Regions from separate parts of the Mus musculus genome. Here all the other regions are linked to region 1. The links are chromatin contacts, called in public Micro-C and promoter capture Hi-C maps. All regions are on one chromosome and are shown on one strand. The core of a region is the stretch at or near the end of the contact, and the rest is flanking DNA. Distances in the headings are between cores, read along the strand shown. Region 1 holds the start of Fes (feline sarcoma oncogene). Region 2 holds the start of Pde8a (phosphodiesterase 8A). Region 3 holds the start of Slc28a1 (solute carrier family 28 (sodium-coupled nucleoside transporter), member 1). Region 4 holds the start of Alpk3 (alpha-kinase 3). Region 5 holds the start of Mesp1 (mesoderm posterior 1). Region 6 holds the start of Sec11a (SEC11 homolog A, signal peptidase complex subunit). Region 7 holds the start of Wdr73 (WD repeat domain 73).

The links. Promoter capture Hi-C pulls out the DNA fragments that hold promoters and counts their contacts. A called contact is a pair of places that touch in the nucleus more often than the background predicts.
Region 2: a promoter capture Hi-C map of pre-B cells shows a contact between it and region 1, with 2.6 times the contacts expected there. The contact joins the promoter of Pde8a here to the promoter of Fes in region 1. A contact is called at or near these places in 3 of 39 promoter capture datasets (pre-B cells, second pharyngeal arch cranial neural crest and stem cell-derived epiblast-like cells), 1 of 484 Hi-C or Micro-C datasets (CD4 T cells) and 1 of 115 datasets of contacts at active chromatin or transcription factors (large pre-B cells).
Region 3: a contact with region 1 is called in a promoter capture Hi-C map of liver, with 4 times the contacts expected there. The contact joins the promoter of Slc28a1 here to the promoter of Fes in region 1. A contact is called at or near these places in 8 of 39 promoter capture datasets (embryonic stem cells, frontonasal cranial neural crest, hippocampal neurons and 2 more), 1 of 484 Hi-C or Micro-C datasets (embryonic stem cells) and 1 of 9 other capture datasets (embryonic stem cells).
Region 4: a contact with region 1 is called in a Micro-C map of embryonic stem cells, with 2.5 times the contacts expected there. The contact joins the promoter of Alpk3 here to the promoter of Fes in region 1. A contact is called at or near these places in 5 of 39 promoter capture datasets (embryonic stem cells, hippocampal neurons, liver and 2 more), 1 of 15 datasets of contacts at CTCF or cohesin (embryonic stem cells), 5 of 484 Hi-C or Micro-C datasets (the G1E-ER4 cell line and embryonic stem cells), 3 of 115 datasets of contacts at active chromatin or transcription factors (embryonic stem cells and large pre-B cells) and 1 of 9 other capture datasets (embryonic stem cells).
Region 5: a promoter capture Hi-C map of pre-B cells shows a contact between it and region 1, with 7 times the contacts expected there. The contact joins the promoter of Mesp1 here to the promoter of Fes in region 1. A contact is called at or near these places in 2 of 39 promoter capture datasets (hippocampal neurons and pre-B cells), 1 of 15 datasets of contacts at CTCF or cohesin (embryonic stem cells), 3 of 484 Hi-C or Micro-C datasets (B cells, the N1E-115 cell line and pro-B cells) and 1 of 9 other capture datasets (embryonic stem cells).
Region 6: a contact with region 1 is called in a promoter capture Hi-C map of liver, with 4 times the contacts expected there. The contact joins the promoter of Sec11a here to the promoter of Fes in region 1. A contact is called at or near these places in 14 of 39 promoter capture datasets (the 3T3-L1 cell line, the SN4741 cell line, embryonic stem cells and 9 more), 1 of 115 datasets of contacts at active chromatin or transcription factors (differentiating embryonic stem cells) and 1 of 9 other capture datasets (liver).
Region 7: a contact with region 1 is called in a promoter capture Hi-C map of liver, with 3 times the contacts expected there. The contact joins the promoter of Wdr73 here to the promoter of Fes in region 1. A contact is called at or near these places in 17 of 39 promoter capture datasets (the 3T3-L1 cell line, the C10 cell line, cranial neural crest and 10 more), 1 of 15 datasets of contacts at CTCF or cohesin (embryonic stem cells) and 4 of 115 datasets of contacts at active chromatin or transcription factors (embryonic forebrain, embryonic limb bud, large pre-B cells and 1 more).

Annotation. Positions count from the first base shown.
Region 1 is chr7:80,386,475-80,389,456 of GRCm38.p6, reverse strand. It overlaps Fes (feline sarcoma oncogene), which reads left to right and starts at 1,511. Exons shown (of 19, transcript NM_010194.2): 1 at 1,511-1,620; 2 at 2,114-2,335; 3 at 2,473-2,646. The coding sequence starts at 2,123. It overlaps Furin (furin (paired basic amino acid cleaving enzyme)), which reads left to right. Exons shown (of 16, transcript NM_011046.3): 16 at 1-263.
Region 2 is chr7:81,211,683-81,214,664 of GRCm38.p6, reverse strand. It overlaps Pde8a (phosphodiesterase 8A), which reads right to left and starts at 1,400. Exons shown (of 22, transcript NM_008803.3): 1 at 577-1,400. The coding sequence starts at 750.
Region 3 is chr7:81,113,221-81,116,202 of GRCm38.p6, reverse strand. It overlaps Slc28a1 (solute carrier family 28 (sodium-coupled nucleoside transporter), member 1), which reads right to left and starts at 1,404. Exons shown (of 18, transcript NM_001004184.3): 1 at 1,326-1,404; 2 at 569-680. The coding sequence starts at 664.
Region 4 is chr7:81,056,137-81,059,118 of GRCm38.p6, reverse strand. Alpk3 (alpha-kinase 3) reads right to left here and starts at 1,519. Exons shown (of 14, transcript NM_054085.2): 1 at 1,347-1,519. The coding sequence starts at 1,489.
Region 5 is chr7:79,792,009-79,794,990 of GRCm38.p6, reverse strand. It overlaps Mesp1 (mesoderm posterior 1), which reads left to right and starts at 1,401. Exons shown (of 2, transcript NM_008588.2): 1 at 1,401-2,126; 2 at 2,400-2,750. The coding sequence starts at 1,464. The coding sequence ends at 2,468.
Region 6 is chr7:80,946,031-80,949,012 of GRCm38.p6, reverse strand. Sec11a (SEC11 homolog A, signal peptidase complex subunit) reads left to right here and starts at 1,463. Exons shown (of 6, transcript NM_019951.1): 1 at 1,463-1,611. The coding sequence starts at 1,561.
Region 7 is chr7:80,899,742-80,902,723 of GRCm38.p6, reverse strand. Wdr73 (WD repeat domain 73) reads left to right here and starts at 1,455. Exons shown (of 8, transcript NM_028026.2): 1 at 1,455-1,539; 2 at 2,013-2,080; 3 at 2,288-2,376. The coding sequence starts at 1,499. It overlaps Nmb (neuromedin B), which reads left to right. Exons shown (of 3, transcript NM_026523.4): 3 at 221-497. The coding sequence ends at 256.

The DNA of each region.
Region 1 (2,982 bases), core at 262-2,761:
CCCTCCCACTTGGGCTCCCCCCCCCCCATTTTCTTTTCCTTAGCCCTTCTCAGTACCCAGCCTACCTGTCCAGGGGTGCCCCTTGCTCTCCTGCCCACCCCTCACGGCCATCCAGGCTGGTTTTGTAAGATGCTGGGTTGGTGCACAGTGATTTTTTTTTTCCTTGTAATTTAAACAGGCCTGGCATTGTTGGTTCTATTTAATGGACACGAGATAATGTTAGAGGTTTTAAAGTGATTAAACGTGCAGACTATGCAAACCAAGCCCGGTCTCCAGTGTCTATAGCTCTTCTCGGGACCCTTAGCTGTTTGACTGGGGAAGGGTGGGAACTAGGGGCCAGTTTGGCTTAAGTCAGAAGGCTTAAATGCCTCTAAGAGGTCTAGGGCTTCCACTGCTGAGGTCTGAGGGGATCCTGAGTGAACCCAGATCTGTGTGCTCCTTGGTTTTATCATGACATAAGCTAGTGTCACCTGGGAAGAGAAGCTTCAGTTGAGAAGTTGCCTCCATTGGATTGGCCTGTGGGCAAGTCGGTGGAGCATTTTGATACTGGCTGATGTGGAAAGGCCCGGTGTACTGGGGGTGTCTACCTTCCCATACAAAGATCCTGGGGTGCCTGTGAAAGCAAGTGGCCAGCGAGCAGTGTCCTCCGTGGTTCCTGTTTCAGCTCCAGCCCTGACTTCCCTTGGTGGTGGACTCTAATCCTTAAATCAGACAATCTCTCTCTCCAGGCTGCTTTCAGTTCTGGTGTTTATCACAGCTAGCCGAGCTCACCTTTAATCTCAGCATTTGGGAGGCAGAGGCAGGGCATCTCTTCATCTGAGGCCAGCCTGATCTACATAGCAAGTTCTAGGACTACACAGAGAGACCCTTTCTCAAAATAAAAGAAAAAACAAAACAAACAAACAAAAAAAACCCCAGCAAACCAGGATTGAATGGCTGGGGGAACCTGAGTCCCTCATGGGGAAATAATTTCTCCTCAGTTCTATACCCCACGCTGGCCCAGGCTGCCACTGAGACTCAACGCCCTGCCTGAGAGAAAGGGTGCTACCGGAACCCGGGCCCGAGAAGCAGGCCTCTGCTTAGGATTTTGACTTGGAGATTTTATATGCAAATAGTGGCTGGCGCCTGAGGTCTCCTTAGGGAATCCAGAGGAGGGACAGGATTAGGCTTCCTTCCTCTATGTCCCCCTGGCACCCTAGCACGCTGTCAGGATTCACATTAGTCCACACACCCTGGGTGCCCCGGGGGTCCCAACACCCTGCCTGAGGCCTCACCTTGAGTCCATCCCCACTGCATTTTGGGTTCCTTCCCCCGCGTTCGCGGGACCCTGGAGAGTGCCTGGTTCACAGGCCACTCTTCGCATGGCCATTCTTTGCCGGCCTCCTCCTCCCTTCCGTTTCCGTGGCTGAGCTGTCGCTGTAGGCTGTGGCCCAGGGCACGCAGAGTGGGGAGCAGGATGGGGGGGTGGGCTGTGCTCTCTCTTCCCTATAGTGGACCCGCCCCGCGGCCTAGGGCAACTGAAACCACGGAGGAGGAAGCAGGAATCAGGAACTGGCCCGGCAGATTCTGGGCCTTAGTCGGTCCACCGCCACCTACCCCAGGAGCAGCTGCCCGAGAAAGGTAACTCCACCTTCGAGATCCAGGAGTTTATGTGGAACACGGGCAGGGCTGGGCACCGGAAAGGGGCCAGGCGGGTGTTCTGGGAACCTGAAACCTGATGGGGGTGGGGCTAGGATCTTGGGAAGAGCAGGAAAGCCCAGTGATAGGGTTTTTTTTCGGTGGCTCCCGGAGGCCGCAGTCCAGCACTGTTGAAGGCCCTGGGCAGGGCAGGAGTCGGTAACACCCAGGAATGGTGTGGGGGAAGGGTCCTGTTAGGGACCTCCAGTCTGGTTCCTGGAAACAGGACCACTGGCTCTGAAATCTAGTCTAGTACATCGGAAGCAGAAGGGCCAGCCCCAGTCCAGGCTGCTCTCTGCACCTCTTGGTATTTTTTTTTTTTTTCTAAGCAGAACCCCACCCATGTCCCGCCCGCAGCCCTCTTCGACCGTAGCCTCATCTTCCATCACCAGCCGCTTCTTTTGTCTCCACTGAATGACCCGGTTTCTGTCCCCAGGACACCATTATGGGCTTCTCTTCAGAGCTGTGCAGCCCCCAGGGCCACGGGGCAGTGCAGCAGATGCAGGAAGCTGAGCTGCGCTTATTGGAGGGCATGAGGAAGTGGATGGCCCAGAGGGTCAAGAGTGACCGGGAATATGCAGGATTGCTTCACCACATGTCCTTGCAGGACAGCGGAGGCCAGAGCTGGAGCAGCGGCCCCGACAGCCCTGTCAGCCAGGTGAGCTTCCGTGAGCTCTCCCATTCACTTGCCCTCATCACCTCCCCGCTTAGAGGTGGGGTTGGAAAGGATGCAAACCCAGGCTTGCGGGCCATTGCCCTGTTCTTCCCATTTCCCTATCCCACAATGTGCTGTAGTCCTGGGCAGAGATAACAAGCCAGACCGAGAACTTGAGCCGGGTGCTGCGGCAGCATGCAGAAGATCTGAACTCGGGGCCCTTGAGCAAACTGAGCGTGCTGATCCGGGAGCGGCAGCACCTGAGAAAGACGTACAACGAGCAGTGGCAGCAGCTGCAGCAGGAGCTCACCAAGGTAGGCGGGCACCCAGAGGACGCTGTCGCAATAAGGTGCAGTTTTACACAAGAGTGCTTAGGGAAGCAGAAGTCACTGACCGCAGGCCCAGCTCCAGGATGGCCTGTGTGGCCTTGCCGCTGCAGCTTCCTCCTTTCCTCTCACAACTTTGGCTAACTTGCTACAGGGCCTGTTGAGCCACTGTGAGGGACTTGGGGGGGGGGGGCAAGTGTGCTTAGAGTGGACCCCGCCAGGGCCCCAGAGGCCGAATCCTGCCCTGGTCTGAGTCCCAGCAGCTCTTCAGCTACAGGCTGGGTTACAGGCAGCTGCTTTGTCTCTGGGTGCCTCTCTCCCCAA
Region 2 (2,982 bases), core at 151-2,650, 830 kb before region 1:
GCTGAATCCTTCGAGGGTCACGGTCACGTCTCCAGTAGTATTTTCTAATTACACAGGCTTTAAATACCACACGTATGCTAACAAACCTGAACTTCAGATAAAGCGTGCAGTGAAGCCAAACCTATGTTCCAGGTTACATTTCAATGGCCCCCAAAAAAGTGGAAAAGTGAAACTGCTTGTGCAATGAGAGGACAGAGGTTGGGATAAGCTAGGCAGGGGGTGAGGGGGGGGGGGAACTGGTGGCATCTAAGACCCTTCCCAGTGCGGACAACCCTTGCCTTTCTACTCTGGGAATGCCAGAGCAAAGTGCACTCTGGTTTACCATGTCAGGAACGTGCCGGGGATATCCCGGGTCCCCCACCCACCCCGCTGGGAGAAAACTGACTCGCCGCGTCCGACCCCGGCCGGGAAGGAACGGACACGGCGGATCCCGCGGCGCCGCGTCATAGCCCTGTTAAGCCTCGGTCCGCGACAGCCCGCAAACGCGGGCGGCTGGCGTCGGTCAACGCCAGGGCGGCTGCCTAGAGGGCCCCCAGTGCCCCGCGTTTGTTTCCCCGCCCTCCCAGTGCGGCTCACCTTCGAGGCGCCGTTATCCCGAGGCTGAGGCTCCACGAGCCCGGGCGCGGTCGACCATCGCTGAATAGATCTCGGCGCGGGGCCCGGGACGTCCACGTCCACGTCCTCGTCCTCGCCGTCGCTGTGGCTAAACGTTCGGTTTTCGGAAGTGTGGATGCTCGGGGCGCAGCCCATACTGGCGGCGGCGGCACCGCGGACTCGCTGGCGGGCAGCCGCGATCCGGTCAGCAAACGGCCCGCCCGGCGCCTCGGGGCCGCCGCGGGCGCCGTGTCATCGCGGCCTGAGCGGGCGGGCGGGCAGGCGGGTGGGCGGCGGCGGCAAGCGCGGGTCTCGCGTCAGGAAGCGCGGCCGCCCCTTTTATTGCGCTGCGGGCGCGGCGGCCGTGGGGAGGGGGCGCTGGGGCGAGAGGCGCGCCGCGGACGCCCCTCCGAACATGCCCTTCCTGAGGCGGGAGCCGCCGCTGTCTCCCTCACATCGCCGCGCGCGCCGCAGCCGCCGCGCTTCCGGGGAAATGTCGGGGGTGGAGATTTGCGCTCTCGCCACCGGGAGCCGCGAGCCCGCGCCGCGTTTGCACCGCCGCCCTCGCCTCGTCTGACTCTCGAGGAAACGGGCGCTCGCTCGCCTGGCGGTGCCTCTCCTCGGCCCGGCGGACGGCTGGGTGAGCGCCCCTAGTCGGGCTACCGTAGGGGAGCCCAGCCCTCGGCGCCCGCACTCCGAGCTGGGGACCCGCTCGCTGACGGAGCGAGCGCCTCGACTCCGGTCGGGCCGCGCCGTCGAGAAGCGCCGAGGCGGCTGCGCGAGCCAGGAGTTGAGCATCCGAGACTCCCGCTCCGTGCTCCGGACCGCGTCTTGCGGGCAACTCGCCGCGCCCAGCCCCCAGCGGTGACCTCCAGCGGCTGCTGGCGTCAATGCAAAGCAGCTGGGGCGCCCGCCGCCCGCTCCCTGTACCGCCCGTCCAAGAGCATGCGCGGCCGCGACCGCAGGGGCACCTAGCCAGCCCGTCCGGAGAAAGGAAAGGACTTGCTGAAGGATACAGAGCCATTCTGCTTCAGGGGCTACCGAGTTCGTTCACTGTCAGGTCACTGTGTTTGAGATTTGGAGCTATCGTCCGTTAAGAGACCAGTTGGAAGGACCTCAGTCCGAAGCGTTCCGAAGTCCATGGGGAACTACACTCCAGGTCCCAGGCGTTATTACCAGGGATAGCCCTTGCTCCAAGACCTGGCACGTCACGCCTCTGGTTGCACTCAGACCTGTGGGACTGCAATATTTCGAAGTTGGTTAGGGAAAGCCGGTCCTCTTAACCAAAGGACGATTCCAGGTTCGACAGTCCCAAGGATCCGAACCAAATGAAGAGTTGTGCGTCCGTCCAGCAGGGATCAGAACTGCAGCCCCCCAAGTGCTACCAGATAGCTAGCTGTGTGACTCCAGATGAGTCTCTTAACCTCTCGGTAGCTGAAACTGGAGGGCGACGCCCCTGGGTGTGCATCTGATACCCAGAGCCAGCCACTTCGAGGGCCTTCCCGCCCTTCTTTGCTCTCTAGGTCCACCGGGACCCTGGCGGGACCGGGACGTAGCTTCCTTTCCTCAGTCCACACCTTTCCTACACGCACCCGGGTGCGACCCTGAGTGGCTGAGACTCCTGCCCGCGGACTGGCTACTGTTAAGACCCGGAGATGTGCTCCGGGCTGAAGTCCCTGCTGTGACAGACACAGGTGCTTGGTCCCTGTGGCAGCTGCAACGTCCTTGAGCATCGATCTTCGCCACCAAAGGAGGATACAGGGCGGCTTCCGGAGCGGATAAGGCTGGAGCAGCTTTAGAAACTGGTTCTCTTTTCTGGCCTTTGGCACGCGGCTCCTTTGTCAAGTTAAAGCACGCTGTCCTATAAAAATATGACTGGCTCCTCCAAGGTGTCTTGAAAAACAGGAAAAGTTTTTGTACTGACACCCGTTATTCCACCCAGTCTGTGGTGTTTTCAACTAGCAGTCTTAGAGGGTAGATTTTTTGTTTTGTTTTTTTTTGTTTTGTTTTGTTTTTTTTCAGCTGGTAGCTGGATCCCTAGAGAAATTGCCTTTAGCCAAGATGCACGTACAAGTCTAAGGCTCTTCTCTCCGCCCACCAAAAGTCTGGCCTTGACAACTCCACAGTGACCTTGCTAGTGAAGCTCCAGGAAGCCCCGGCCCTCCCCTCGCGGACTGGCTCACAGCGGCCCTGCTTTGTCTTAGGGATCCTTGAGCTTGATGTCAATAGCAGGGTGGGGCTGAGGAAAGGAGGCTAGCTAGAGACCAAAGACAGATCCGTACCTTCCCCAATCTCTCTCTGATCCTGAGTTGGATTCTGTCGTCGTCGTCCCCCCCCCCCCCCCAACTCCTTTCTCTCTCATTTTGAAACTGATTTCTCACCCTGCAA
Region 3 (2,982 bases), core at 155-2,654, 730 kb before region 1:
AGGCCCGCCCCACTGCATGACTCCAGGGCACTTCTTACTGCACTGTCCAAGTAGGGGGCTAGGGGGCACTTGGTAAAGAAGAGGGAGCCTTGTTAGGGAAGGGAGGGAGGGCAGAAGGTATCATGTCAAGCTTTTCAGTCCTCTGCTTGGCCTTTGGGGAGCCAAGACAAGATGGCAAGTTCTTTAAATGCCAAGGACACCCCACCCCATCATCTGCTTCCCCTCTCATCTTGTAGACCAGATGTTCTTCCCTCCTGGGACCTTTGCTGACAGCACACAGTGGGTACATCACACAGTGGGTACTCAGAACATGTTTAAGGGGTGAAATAAAGGGGGTGCTTTGTGCTGGGGAGGTACTACACAAGCAGAGCTCAGAGCACAGAGTGAAACACACAGTCCCCCAGCCCATAGCTGCCAGTCAAGCTGAGGGGCCCTCCCACTATGAGCTGCTAGTCAAACTGAGCCACCCCACCTAGTGAGATGCCAATCAAGCTGAGCCCCACACCACCCCACACCCCTGTGAGATGCCAGTCAGGCTGAGGAGGTGCTATAGGGGAAGAGGACAGACCATTATTTCCAGGAACTCGGCCCCCATGTTCTCCAGGCCATGGGCCACAGGTGTGAGGGAAATGGACTCTCGTTGCCTCGGTGTGTCGTCTGCCATGTGCTAGGCTCTTCAGCTGAAAGACAAAGATGTCACAGAGGGTCCACAGCCGAAAGGAGGGCCAGGAGAGAGAAAAGGAACCAGAGAGGGAGGGCGAGGGGGAGGGGAAAGGGAGAGGGAGAGAGAAGGGGAGAGTGGGAGAGACACCCTTTCTGCCCTCTCTCCTGATCCTGGGAGATGCAAGTCCTTGTAAGCTCCAACAGTGAACTGTCCCTTAGTCACCAGTCACCAGGAAGGGAAAGAGGGGATGGCGTAGGCACTGGTGTGGGCACGGCTCAGAAAAGAGCCCTTAGTTATCTTTACTTCCTACAACCGGTGAAAATCATTGGCAGGGGAGGAAGTGCTCATTTCATCCATCTTGAAGCCAGCGCTACCCAGGACTGTTCCACTCAAAACCGAACATTCCTCATTCTCAGTGAAGCTGCTTTTAGATGTTAGCTCACCTGCAAATGAGAGCCCAAACTCCCGTTTCCCCACTGCGGTCCCTCTCTTGCCCACACCTTAGGCCTTCCCTACTCAACAGCAGCTGGCTAAGCAGATCTTCCCCAGACACAGACCCTCAGAGGGCATGTGGAGCATGCAGCCAGGGCTGGGGGATGCCTGCTACCTGGGCACTCGCATTCACTGCTGTACGGAGAGGAGAGGAGCCCACACTACTCACAGATTTGTAGTGAGAAGGCAGCGTCAGGAGGGATTGACTGTTAAGAACTGACTGACTGAAGCACAGGTTGCTGTGGGAGGGCTGGGTCCAACCTGCTTGGGCTTTGGCCTGTTCACTTCTGTGGAAATTCCTGGGCAGAGTCCAAAACTGAAGTAGGTTGGGCTTCCCCAGAGCTCAGGGCCACCGCAGGGGCGGGGACCCCAGCCTGTTTCAGAAAAAGCATGATGGGGTAGCCTGGCTCACTCAAGCCGGGTCCTCTGTGGTCCTGCCCTCTGTCTGCTGCCCTTTCCCAAACCAACCTCTTCCTGGCCTTGCTCCAGGACGCCTCCTTTGGGAAGCCACCTTGGTTACTCTCTCCCTCCTCTTTCTGTCAGCATCCTGGAAATGTGTCTTCGTGTTGTGGCTCAGCCTCCTTTTCTCACAGTATCGGCGACTCGTTTTCCAAAACTAGAAGATATTGAAAGCGCTGTCTTTATCACAAACAGGTGGTGGCTCGGGGCTAAGCATCACACAGTCGCAGAAACAAGCCAAAATCACACCATTTCCTTCTCCCCTTTCTTCCTAGAGTGACACCCGAGTTACACGTGCAAAGTTGGGGGACAACACTTTCATCTACAGTCTTCAAACTAAATTTAAACTTACCTGACAGGATTTAATAATTGATGATGCACACTCTTTAATAATTAATTATCTTTTATGATACAAAAGATGCCTCACACAGAGGCATACACTGGCTGTTTTGGAAAAATGGAAAAGAAGAGGCTGGACATAAGTGGTACCCCCTGTTCTTAGAAACTATCTGTTTCTATTGGGGTTAGGAGAATATCGTCTCATCTAACCCAGCCTGACTTTGAACCTGCTATGTAGCCGAAGTTAGCCCTAAACACCCAATCCTCTGGCCTCCACATGTCCAATACTGGGATTCCAGGTGTGCATCTCCACACCCCTGGTCATGCGGAATGAAGCATGAAGGTGTTATAGAAATATACAGAGCCTAAGAATTTTTCTTATTTCCCCTTAAGTATACACTATTTTGTTATTCATTTTCCAATAGGAAATTGTACTGTTGCAGGGTTTTCACAACTTGCTTATCTGAATATACATATACACACACATACACATGGACACATACCTATATTGTATCTGGAGATACATATACACACACATGGACACATACCTATATTGTATCTGGAGATACATATACACACACATGGATACATACGTATATTGTATCTGGAGATACATATACGCACACATGGACACATACGTATATTGTATCTCGAGATACAATACCCACTGTCAGGTCACTGGTCCCCTTGATCATAAGATAAATGTTTACCTTGAGCAAGACTGGGATGGGGCCAGAGCAGATACTGAAGGAGCCCCCCTCAGCCTCAATGAAGGGAAAGGACCTTATCCGCTTTGATGCCTCTGTTCTCAGTGGCTCCTCTTGTGCGTGCGCGCGCGCACACAAACACACACACACACACACACACACACACACACACACACACACTGCTCTTTCTTCCTCTTGGTGCCCAGAAGCCGGCAGAGGCTCACTGAGAGAGCAAGCTACTTCACAGCCTTCCTTACAGCAGCTTCAGAGGCTCTGGCCTTCTAAACAAGGATGAACCTTGAGCTGGGAGCCCAAAGATCT
Region 4 (2,982 bases), core at 270-2,769, 670 kb before region 1:
AAGTGAGAAGCACGAGGCTCTCACAGGGCAGGCTGCTTCACTAAGGAGCACAATAAATGTCCACATTTCCTTGCAGCATTCCACAGAGCCAACAACTGGGGAAATGGTGCCCTACCACAACCCCCAGCAACCCAGGAGCCTGGGTGAGTTTGACTTAGTCACAGTACCGGCCCTCAGTCCTACCCCAAACACGTGACACCATTTGCCGAGTTTTATGCAGAAACAGGTTCCGGTTACATTTGAACTTTTCCAACTCCAAGGTCAATAGGACTCTGACGATCCAGGAAGTGCCCAGGGCTTCTTTTCCTGACTGTCCTTCGAGCCTGTATGTATTTATTCTCTCTCTCTCTCTCTCTCTCTCTCTCTCTGAGCGGAGAGCAGAAGTCTGTAAATAGTGTCTCAGAGAAGCAAGTTACGCAAGCTAAATTTTGGTGCTAAGAAGTAACAGCCTACTCCAAGGCCCACCCTGTTACATTTCCTTTTGGAAAATGGGCTCAGGAGCAGAGGGAAGCTGAGCTGCCCACAAGGGGCAGGAAGTTCCTGTCTCCGTGTCTCCAGGGCGATGCACTTGTTCTTGGGTGTCTGCATCTTGTTCTTAGAGTGTCTTTTGCAAGGCTTGCCTAGTGTCTGTGTATCCTTTGCAACTAGGGATAACCTAGCTCCTAAAACAAAGCCTTCCAATGTCTCTTTCTGCAAGGCCAATAAAGGGTTCACCAGTCCCACCCCTCCTGTGCCAGTTCAACCCCTACTGGGTCCCACTGGGCAGGGCAATTGACTCCTTCTGAGCTTCAAGCCACAGATCCTCCCTAGATCCCCAGACAAGGCCAACAAACAGCCACCTCCTGGCACCTTCCTCTCAACCAGACACAACACAGTGCAGGAAGGCCAAAGCCCTAGGCCCAGGGGAGGAACTTCAGTTATCACAAGGCCGATCTCGGACTCTAAGCTAAACAGCCTCTAATGGCTCCCCCCACACCCATCAACCAGCAGTCCCCTCCTTTGAAGCCTGAGGAATTTCAGCCACTCTGGATCCCCTTATCACTAACTGTGGAATTCAGCCCTGGGGTTAGCTTGGTGTGGGCGAGGGAGATAAGGAAAGGGCCCCTGTAAAATCACTCCAAACTATGGCCTTTCCCCTCTTGGGCCACACATTTGAAACCCTGGGGCCCTCAAGGGACCAAAAGGGTACCAAGAGGGTCCTCAGGGCCTTAGGGTTGAGAAAGTTTGAGGGCCCCGGTTTTACCCAGGCCTCCAGATTTCAGAGTGCTTTTGAGAGCCTGGCCACACCCGGCCACCACCCAAAGGACAGAGCAGCCTGGGGCAACCCAGGGCCCTGGGCGACTCACCTAGCCTCTGGCCGCACGCTAAGCAAGTAGCTGCGACTGGCTGGGCCGGGCGTCCACACCGGCCCGTCGTCCTCGCTATCTCCACCAGCTCCTGCTCGACCACCCAGGCCCCAGCCCCGGCCCGCGGCCCTCCGCGACCCCATGGCACCGCAGCCCCTGCCTCCAGCCCCGGCTCCTGCCCGACTCTGACGCGCGCCCCTATTTATAACCCGGGGCTGCTGTCACCTGCTGCTGTCCCTCCCCCGGTTTAGGCAGCTACTCAGCCTAACCCGGGAGCCAGGGAGGCCTGCAGAGAAACTCCGTGAATGCCGACCCAGAGACAGAAAGAAAGGGTCCTTAGAACCCCAGCCTCCTCACAACTTTCTTCTGGCTTTCTTTCAGTTTTTAGAGAAACAAGTAGAACGAGGGTAGAGAAGAGTTCCTAGGGGAGGAGAGCTTAAGATAGATCCTGAAAGGGGCCACACTGACAGCCACCAGCCAGTGGTCTGTGGGCCACTACTTAAGACATACTCTGTCACCTCTATCAGTGACCTCCCTCTATCCAAAGGAGCCCAAGATTCCTGGGTATACATTGTGTGTCTCCCCCAAACCCTTAGCAGTATCTAGCATAGATTAGTGGTTCATCAAAGGCTTCTAGAATAATCCAACCTCTTCCATCCCTTCAGGCTCCATTTCCTAAGGTCAGAAAATGGGCCAAGTCCTAATGCTTAGAAAAACGATTCTATCCTTCACCGTTCCCAGAGCAAGCTGCTAAGCACAGCTTAAACCTGGCGCTTAGTTTTTGGGAGTGACCACAGTGGGTTTATCTGTCCCTGACCACAGACCTAACCTGGGCCAATCAAAGGTCTTCACCGAAATATTTGTTTATTCTCTCTCTCAGTCCTGGCTTCAAGGCAATTGCTGAGACTACAGGTGTGTGCCTTCATTCCTGACTTACCAAAACACTCTTTAAAAAAAAAATGCATTCCCTATATTTTCTTTTCTTTCCTGCCTCTAAGCTCTCCTTTGCTCTCCTGCTCACTCTATTTCAATTTCATGGCCTCTTTTTCTTTAATTCTTGTTACAAATATTTCTTTAATTGTTGTTACACCACACACACACACACACACAACCTGCCCAGTCTGTATAATGTTACGTGTGTGTATATCTTCAGGCTGACCGTTTGGTACTGGATAACCAGTTGGTCTGCTTCCCCTTGGGGAAGACTGTTTCTCTGGCTCTCAGCATTCCTTAATTGCCTATAGTTATTTGTTTAGGTTTGAGGCCCTGTGAACTTTCCCTGTTCCATGACAGCACGGTTACTTGTATCATCCCTCATCAGGTCATGTTTAGGCAGCATGTCTAGGTGTTGGTGAGACTTCATGTATATAATTTCTGACATTTCTAGGAGATACACTGTTACCGAAACTTCTTGTTTCTACAGTCTTCCCCCTTTCTCTTCAACAATGATCCCTGAGCCTCGGGTGGAGGAGTTGTGTTGTGAGCACACGCCCCCATTCATCTTTGTTCTTGAGTCTTCTGAAGATGCATGCCTTAAGATCCCTCTAGCTTCAGTACCAGCTTTTAAATATTTACCAACTGGGGTCACATGATCTCAGGCCTCAAAGAGGCTTACAAAATAACTAGATAGACTAAT
Region 5 (2,982 bases), core at 152-2,651, 590 kb after region 1:
ATTTTCCAAATGTTGGAATTACAGGCATGTGCGTGTATGCCCAACTTCTGGAGACTTTATTAATAAGCATGTCACATATAAGTGGGGACAGGTTTGCTTTAATCTCTCAATTTGTATTTATTTCTCTTTATTTTTCCAACCTAGTCCCTTCATTCAGTACAACACTGAACAGGTATGGTAAGAGCAGGCATCCTCAACAGCCAGGCTCACAACTGCAGTAAGCTGAGGCAGCAGGATCAGGAGCTAAAGGCCAGCTGGGTTAGAGTAAGTTTGAGGCTAGCCTGGGCTACATGAGACCATGTTTCAAGATGTGGGAGGAAGAACACTGGAGAGACGGCTCAGCAGTTAAGAAGAGCACATGTTGCTCTTGAAGAACCCAAGGTTCTGTTCCCAGAAGCCACCTCAGGCAGCTTACAATTGCCTGCAAGGCCCGATCCTAAGGAACGTGACACCTCTGGCCTGTGTGGGGGCACCAGCACACACACACACACACACACACACACACACACACACACACACACATCTTTAAAAAATAAAAGGCAGCCTATGAACCTAACAGGTAGCATCCTATGAAATAGATTATAAAACTGCCATTGGGACAGATGAAGGTTTCTGCTTTTCAGGGTTTTTGGGTTTTGTTTTGTTTTGTTTTGTTTTTTCCAACACAGGATCTTATGTAGCCCATGTTAACCTGGGCCATATACAGCTAGGCCTGGCCTTGAACTCCTGACCCTCCTGCCTTCACCTCCCAAGTGTGCCACCAGCTCAAGGAGTTGAGTTTTGTCAAAGGACTTTTTACTCACTGTAGCTGACCAAAGCAGCAGAGCTCCAGTCATGGGAGGGCTGGGAAGGGGACCAAGCTCCCCATCTTGCCAAGACTAGAAGTGACTTGTAGTGTGGGGAGGCAGGCTCACCTCTCCCCCTGCCCGGACACCCCAGCAACCTCACAGGTCGGTCGGGATGGTTTCTTCAATGTGCCTCCCATAGCCTGGACATCAGGGAGGACTACAGGCCACATCCAAGCCTCTGGGAAGGACTGAACTAGAGTTCTCTCCGTGTCTAGAGGTCCCTAGTCCACAGTTGGCCAATGCAATCCCGAAGTCTCTTGTTATACAATTTGTAAATTAAAGTGATGGAAAAAAATGGCGTAGGGTCCCTAATAAATGAAGGTGTACCCTAAGCCTAGGAGCTAGACTTCAGTTCTCTGAGCATGGTTCTTTCAACTGGCAGTCCTGGCCATAGGTGCCTGACTTACTGAGGCCCCAAATATGGTCCAGGTGGAGCAGACTGGACTAAGGGGTCCTGCACCTCAGAGCCCCTGCTATGGTTCAAAGGGTTCAGGCCCTGCCCCCCTCCTGGCTCGAGCCGGCTTTGATATGCTGATGAATTCTGGAAGGGGCCCGCTTCACACCTAGGGCTCAGGATAAAGCTACAGCGGACCCAATGGTCAGGCCTCCGCTGCCATGGCCCAGCCCCTGTGCGAGCCGCGCTCCGAGTCCTGGATCCTGAGTCCCGCTGGTCGGCAGCCACCGATGCCTTCCGATGGGAACAGCGTCTGCTCCCCAGCCTGGTCCTCGGACCCGTGGGACGGTGCCCAGGCCAGCAGCCCTGCACCACCCTGCGCCCGCCCGGCCCGGCGTGCTGGGACCCCGGGTAGGCGCGGGACGCACGGTAGCCGCCTGGGTAGCGGACAGCGGCAGAGCGCCAGCGAGCGGGAGAAGCTACGTATGCGCACACTCGCCCGCGCGCTGCACGAGCTGCGCCGCTTCTTGCCGCCATCCGTGGCACCAACCGGCCAGAACCTGACCAAGATCGAGACGCTGCGCCTGGCCATCCGCTACATTGGCCACCTGTCGGCTGTGCTGGGACTCAGCGAGGACAACCTCCGGCGACAGCGGCACGCGGTGTCACCTCGAGGCTGCCCGCTGTGCCCCGACAGCGACCTGGCGCAGTCGCAGTCGCTCGGTCCCCGTTTAAGCCCGGCCGTCTGCAGCGGGGTGTCGTGGGGATCCCCGCCTGCCTACCCTAGACCCCGAGTCGCCGCAGAATCGTGGGACCCATCGTTCCTGTACGCAGAAACAGCATCCCAGGAAAGGCAGGAAATGGAGCCCAGTCCCTCATCTCCGGTTAGTAACCCCTTCCCCCACACTGTCGAGGTGGCGCCCCCTACTGTTGGTGCGCGACGCACAGCCCCACGTCGCGGACCAGCCTCTCTGCTGCACTCAGGATCTCCCTTGGGCGCATCCCCGTGTGCCCTGGGTGTCCGAACAGGGTGGGAGTTGGACAGGCAGGGATTAAGGACGCTTTGCTTGCTCGCTTAACCTTGAGCGTGGAGCGGATGAGCGCGGACCTGACCCTGGGGCAGGTGTTGATTGTGGCGCTGTTCACTCTTCCTGCAGCTCTTCAGCAGCGACATGCTGGCTCTTCTAGAAACCTGGACGCCGCCGCAGGAGTGGCCGCCTGCCTGAAGAGTGGAGGGGACAATGCAACGGATGATTGTCACCCTGTCTGAGCACAGACACTTTTCCTTTGGTCTTGGCACCTTCGGAGGGAGTAGATCCTGGAAGAGGCGGCAGTGATACCAACATGGGCATCCCGGGGTGGGAGCTGGCCCTCATCCAGACTGTACCATTCCAACCCTCCTTGGAAGGAGGCGCCCAATAGGGTACACGCTCTAAAGATGAAGCAGGCACAAGCTTTGCCTGGTGTGTATTTATTTATTTGTGAATAAACCGATTGTGCTAGTGTCATTTGGAGGGTTTATTTTTCTTTCTTCCTTATTTGGGGGTGTGTGGGAGGGGGAACCTCACACTGTACGGCCCAGGCTGGCCCAAACTCATGGTGGCACGAGCCCCCATTGCCCCATGCTCCCATACCCTGCTGGAAGTTCTGCTATGTGTCAGGGAAAGCTGACATGGGATTGTGGAGGAGGAGTCTTGTAATCTCCAGCCTGGAAACACAAAGGCCTTCTACCCTCCTTCC
Region 6 (2,982 bases), core at 214-2,713, 560 kb before region 1:
CAGCACTGACATTACAAATCTATGCTACTATGCCCAGCTTTTTTTTTTTTTTTTTTTTTTTTTGGTAGCATCTCTCTATTATGAATCTCTGGCTGTCCTGGAATTCACTATTTAGACCAGGCTGGCCTCGAACTTGCAGAGATCTACCTGTCTTCCCCCCATCACCCACTTGTACGAGATGCTTTTAAAGCTTCCCAACTAAATAGCTTATTCACCTTTTTTGGACCCACAGGATTTTGAGCTGCTCTTGGGGCTCTTCAAGGCACAAAATACAGGGTCAAAGCTCATTCCCACTTAATTTGAACTTAGGTTGAATTTAACACTGACAAGCTTATGTGAAGGTTTCTACTAGCCAGAATTTAGATCGAGAACCACATCAACAGTTATTAATGAAGAAGTCATTCTGATACACATATCTGGTACTGTCACGGAAGCTGGGATACCTATGGGGCACCCCATGGGGGTTTCTATGTATTTTCTTTTATAAAACTTTCTAACTTGGAAATTCTAAACATTTCCTATCCCATCTCAGTAAATGTAAGGTTTCTACTAATAGTTGAAGATAGTCTTTCTCTCTTTCCTCTCTTTAAATTCAAGTACTGATTTTGTGCCTTATACATGCCAGCTGTGCGGCCACCACTGGGAATTTAACAGTGAACAAGACATCAGCGGTTTCCTTTCCATTCTCACACCTACTTTATTGTGCTATAATTCACATACCATACAGTCCACTAAGGCGCACAATTCAATGGTTTTAGTATATACATGGAGTTGTACATCTATCACCCACCAAAAGAAACCCCATGGCAATGATGTCACTTCTAATCCCCGCCCCTGTGAAAATTTGCGGGTCAAATAAATGGCTCACATCCAAGTGTCAGGAGACAAAGCAAATCACTGTTGGTAAAGGTCAAAACTGAGACGGGTCTTCCTGGCCACCTGCACCACCAGTGCCCTCATGACACTAAGGCATCTTGTGATCAATTGGCGTGTGTGTGTGTGTGTGTGTGTGTGTGTGTGTGTGTGTGTGTGTGTGTATACAATGCTTTAAAAGACACACACAGCTTCCGGTAGCGAACCGCAGCGTGCTCCACCTGAGAACAAACAGCAAGGCACCACGTCCCGAGCCACACCCGTGCCCCAGCAGCACGCAGGAAGACACCGACTTCGCGCTGGCGCAGACTCGGCTTCCGATTGGCCAGGCCTGTCCAAGGGCCCGCCTTCCGCACGCTGTGGGCTTAGCTAACCTAGGGTCACTGTCTTCGGGAGCCGCCGCGCGGGCTGAGCACAGAAAGCAGCCTTCAGCCGGTTCTCGGCCGGAGAAGGCTACGGTCCTTTTTTGACAAGGCCAGGCCCTGGGCTGTTCTAGGGGGCTCACAAGTCATTCTTTGTCCATTCTCTGCTCAGAAGGGAGGAGCTTCGCCTGCTCCCGCCCCGGAAGCGGAAGTGCAGGCATCAGGGGGTTCTGTCCACGGTGAGCCCGGCCCGTGTTGCAGCGGTCCCTCTTGGTGGTTCTATCGCGCCCTCTTGGCTGCTAGTTGTCGCGCTCTCCATCTCACCATGCTGTCTCTAGACTTTCTAGACGATGTGCGGCGGATGAACAAGAGGCAGGTGAGACGGGCCGCCCTCTCTCTCTCTGCCAGGGTTCCTCTGGTCTCTTTGCCGTTGCGGGGCGCCCCGCGGATCTCTGGGCGGGATTGAGGGCCTGCGTGGGTCGGTTGCCTGTATGGATCATTTCTTTCTTTGCAGACTGTAGGTAGCCAAGACCTCTTTGCCCCCATTCATAGCACCAGATTCGGGGGACCGAGAGGGAAGGAGAGAACCTTTGCGATCCCTTCCCCCCGAGGAGGCAGGGGAGTAAGTGAAAACTATAGGGCGCTTTGTAAGTGGGAGTTTGGGACACTGTAAAGCGGCAGACTTAACCGTTTCTGGTGGGGCTCTGGGGAAAGCCATTACAGGTCCCACAGGAGCCGTTGTGTTGCTTTCATTGTGTAGCCACCTTTCAGCCCAGCTAGACCTCAGTGAGCTTCATCCATTTTAACTAGGGTCACTCTAAGCTCGGAGTTGAATCTGTTATACCACTTGTGTGCCAGTTTCCTTGGCAGAAAGGTGACAGTCCACTGAATCTTTGATGATAGATGTCAGTGGAACAGAAATCTTGAAACTTAAATCAGATTTTATCCTTCAGTCTTGCTGTCTTCTAGCTCATGTGTTAGAAGGTACTGAGAACACGGTCACCTTTTTGTCTCCTGAACCGAATGTTCTGGTAGCAATTGACCTTTTCCCTGCCTCCCTACCCCCCTCGTATTTTGGTATTAAGAATTGTCTCATTTAAAGATTTGGTTTATTTTGGAACAGGACTTTGTTTTGCCCTGTTTATAATTATTACATAGAAAAGTAGGTCCGTCTCTTCTTAGACATACATACAAAATTGTGAGACATTCCAGTCAGAACAGCTTTAAGGAGTAGCTGTCACTTAACTGTCTTCTGTATGGACTCCTATTTCGGTGATGGGGATCAATACCAGGGCCTTGCATTCATCACAGGCTACCAGAACCGCGCTTCTAGTTTTGAAAGACCTTATTTTTATTACTTTATTTCGAGACAGAGTCTTGCTATGTAGTCCTCCTGCCTCAGCCTCATGAGAGGTAGATTTATAGATATATGTCACAACATGGCATCACTGGCTGGTATGACTCTGCCCTGTTGCCTGGAACTCACCGTGTAGCCCAAGCTGGCTTTGAGCTGGACTCCTGCCTTCGCATCTTGAGTCAGGGTAAATAACCGTATTTTCTTTTTTAAGTTTGTTTGATTGTTTTTCAAATGTGCTGAAAATCATTCCTAGCACTAGGCAAGTGATCTGTCACTGAGCACATGTATCCTCCATCTGGAAAGACCTTTTCTTCCTTCCTTCCTTTCTTTCTCCTCCTCCTCCTCCTCCTTCTCCTCCTTTTTTTTTTTTTTTTTTTAGATAAGGCCTCA
Region 7 (2,982 bases), core at 206-2,705, 510 kb before region 1:
CTTGGGCTTGGTTTCTGTGATGTCCTTTAGTTGTCATGACTACCCTGTGAAGTTGGGGCTATATTCTGGGAAAACCAATCCCCCTGACTCCTCAGGTCTTCCAGGGAGAAAGGTTCTCACTGAGAGGCTCAGCTGAGAGCCTGCAGCTGCCCTCCTGGGTACACTCAGCATTTCCCTGATTTGTGGACTCCAGAGTCAAGTCTTCCCTTCTTGCCTTCAGTACAGGAGGCTGCTGGAGCCACTACTGCAGAAGTGATGCCAATAATGGAACAAACCGGATGCTGGGCTTAGAATGTGTCCATCCAGGGAAGCTGACAATGGAACCCTAGCAGTGGCCTCCTCTGGATGTAAATCCTAAGCTCAAATGTGTTAATCTGTTACTGTGATTTCTGGTTGGGTCACCAGGAATGTTAATGATGCAGACACAAAGTCTTTCCTGCTGTATTTCTTGCTTCCCTGGTGAAGTGGTGAATAAAAATACTGCTCTTTACACAGAATGTCTGGGCCTCTCCTTCCACCCACATTTGAGGAAAGAGGGAAGGGTTCTGGAGGGTGGCATGTTCAGAGAGCTAGGGTGGTCTTAGAAAAGCCCCATCACCCCCCACCATGGCACCAGCCAGCCAGCTCTCAGCAGTCAGGTGTTGTGTTGGCTGCACTGATCCAGCCACGAGTGAGTTCTGCTACCAAAAGCTTCTTCCCCTGCAGTGGGGGGCTACCTACACTATGCTGCACTCGCCCCACCTTTGATCCCCATGGCAAACTTTAGTGCACTACCTGGTGCATACGGGAGAGAGCCACACTAGAATCCAGCCCTGCTGTGTTCTTTTTCTTCTCCGAATGTAGGGTCCTCCATACATGTTGCCAAAGTTATCGAATAAAAATTAAGTTGGAATGTCAGATACTTTGTTGATCGTGTCCTGTGTAACAGTAGACTGGCCTCGAACTCTCTATGCAGCAGATGATGACCTAAAACTTCTGATCAGTCATGCGCCACCGCGCTGGGTTTTTTGTCTATTTTTACGGGGTACTGAAAAGCTAACTCCGTGCATGCCGGGCAAGCACTCTAGCAGCTGAGCTACATCCCCAGTTAAACAAGATTCCTTTCATTTTAAAAAATAAAAAAGTCCTTAAGTATCCTTTACGGACAATACACGCAAACTTAAATTAACTGTTCACTTGAAGTGCCAATTAAGTCTGTATTGTACCTGCTTTGGGACACTGACAGCTCTTTGGCTGCACATTCTTGATCCTAAATATACATTAGGGGTATATTTGATGTCTCCGATCCTGCTTGTAGCTGACATCGATGGATCTGGTTTTTTTGCGTCGTTTTCACCCGGACTCTGCACACAGAACAGAAGAAACATCAACAGGGCTTCGCGCAGCGCTGAGCGCTTCCGCCCCAGCCAGCGGAAGACCACGCCCTCTCCTCGCGAGAGCGCGCGCCTGCCCAGGAAGTCTGGCTGGCGGAAGTGGAGCGACGGAAGCCACAGTTGCTATGGAGCTCGCTGAGGACTGGCTCGTGGAGTCTTTGCGATTGTAAATTGGCCCGTGGGCGGGTCTGATGGGCAATGGGAGAGGGCGCGTGCGGTTGTGGGCTCGTGGGCAGTGCCCAGGCACGGACCGATGGAGGTCCTGACCCCCGGCCTCTAGCTCTGGGACTCTGGGTCCTTTGTAAGCAAGTAATGTGACCAGATCCGCGCATGTGAGGGCTGATAAGGCACACATGGCCGGTTACCCTGGGCCGGATTCTAGGTTAACTTGAACACAGGTTTCTCCTGATTGTTCACCTCAACTTGGGGAAATCAACTTTATGGGAGTTCCGCAGGTGAGGAACCAAGGCTTGGTTCCTTATGGCCAGCCCGGTCTCATACACCAGGGAGGAAAATGCAGAAGAAAAGATTCAGCCCCATGTTTACCTAACTCCAGAGCCTGGTTCCACCAGTCCTTCAGCGATCTCCCAGTTCTTGGTTAGCTGTGCGTCGCGTGATTTTTGTAACCCTATCCTGCAGGTACCAAGACTTCCATGCATTTGACCTCTCAGGAGCCACTCGAGTCCTTGAGTGGATTGGTGAAAAAGGTAATATATCTTGCCTGCTACTAAACGAGATGCGTTTCTGCCTCATGGGCTGAATTTTAAAGTCTGAGCCGCTAGGGAGACCCATTCAACTTCCATCCCCTGACACAAGGCTACTCAGAGAATGGGGAAGGTATTGGGAGAATTTATAAATCCAGCCACGATCCACGATATTTCTAACTCTTTGTCATAGTTACTGTTTTATTTCAGGAGTCTTTGTTGCTGGTTATGAAAGTTTGAAAAAAAATGAGATTCTTCATTTGATACTACCTCTCAGGCTCTCTGTACAGGAAAACCAGGTAACTTAAATAGAGAAGCTGATTATCTGTGTCAATTTATTATGCATTTCTGGAGTGCCTGTTACTCTGCCTGACAAGTACCTGGGGCTGCCACAGAAGGAGGGGGGGGGGGCGGGCGGCGGCGTGTGCAAACCTTTAATCCAGGCACTTGGGAGGCAGAGGCAGGTGAATCTCTGTGAGTTTGGGGCCAGCTTGGTCTACAGAACGAGTTCCAGGACATCCAAGGTTACACAGAGAAACCCTGTCTCAAAAAAAAAGAAAAACAAAACCAAAGTCTAGAACAAGGCCCCTGTGCATGGGGATGAATGCCAAGGACAAGCAGGTGGTCGCAGGAGAGCTGCTACAGGCAAAGAGCAGTCTTACTTTATCAGAAATAGACGTGGGCTGGAGAGATGGTTCGGGGGCTCAGAGCACTCTGCGCTTCCAGAGGATCTGCGTTTGACTCCTGGCACCCACATTGCAGTTCACAACTTGCTGTAACTCCTTTCCAGGGCATCCAGCATTTGCAGGCAGGCAAAACATCCGCATACATAAAATAAATTTTAAAAATGTAGAGCCTTGAGAAGTAGTCAGTGGTGCAGTGCTCACAGAGCATCTTAGTCCCTC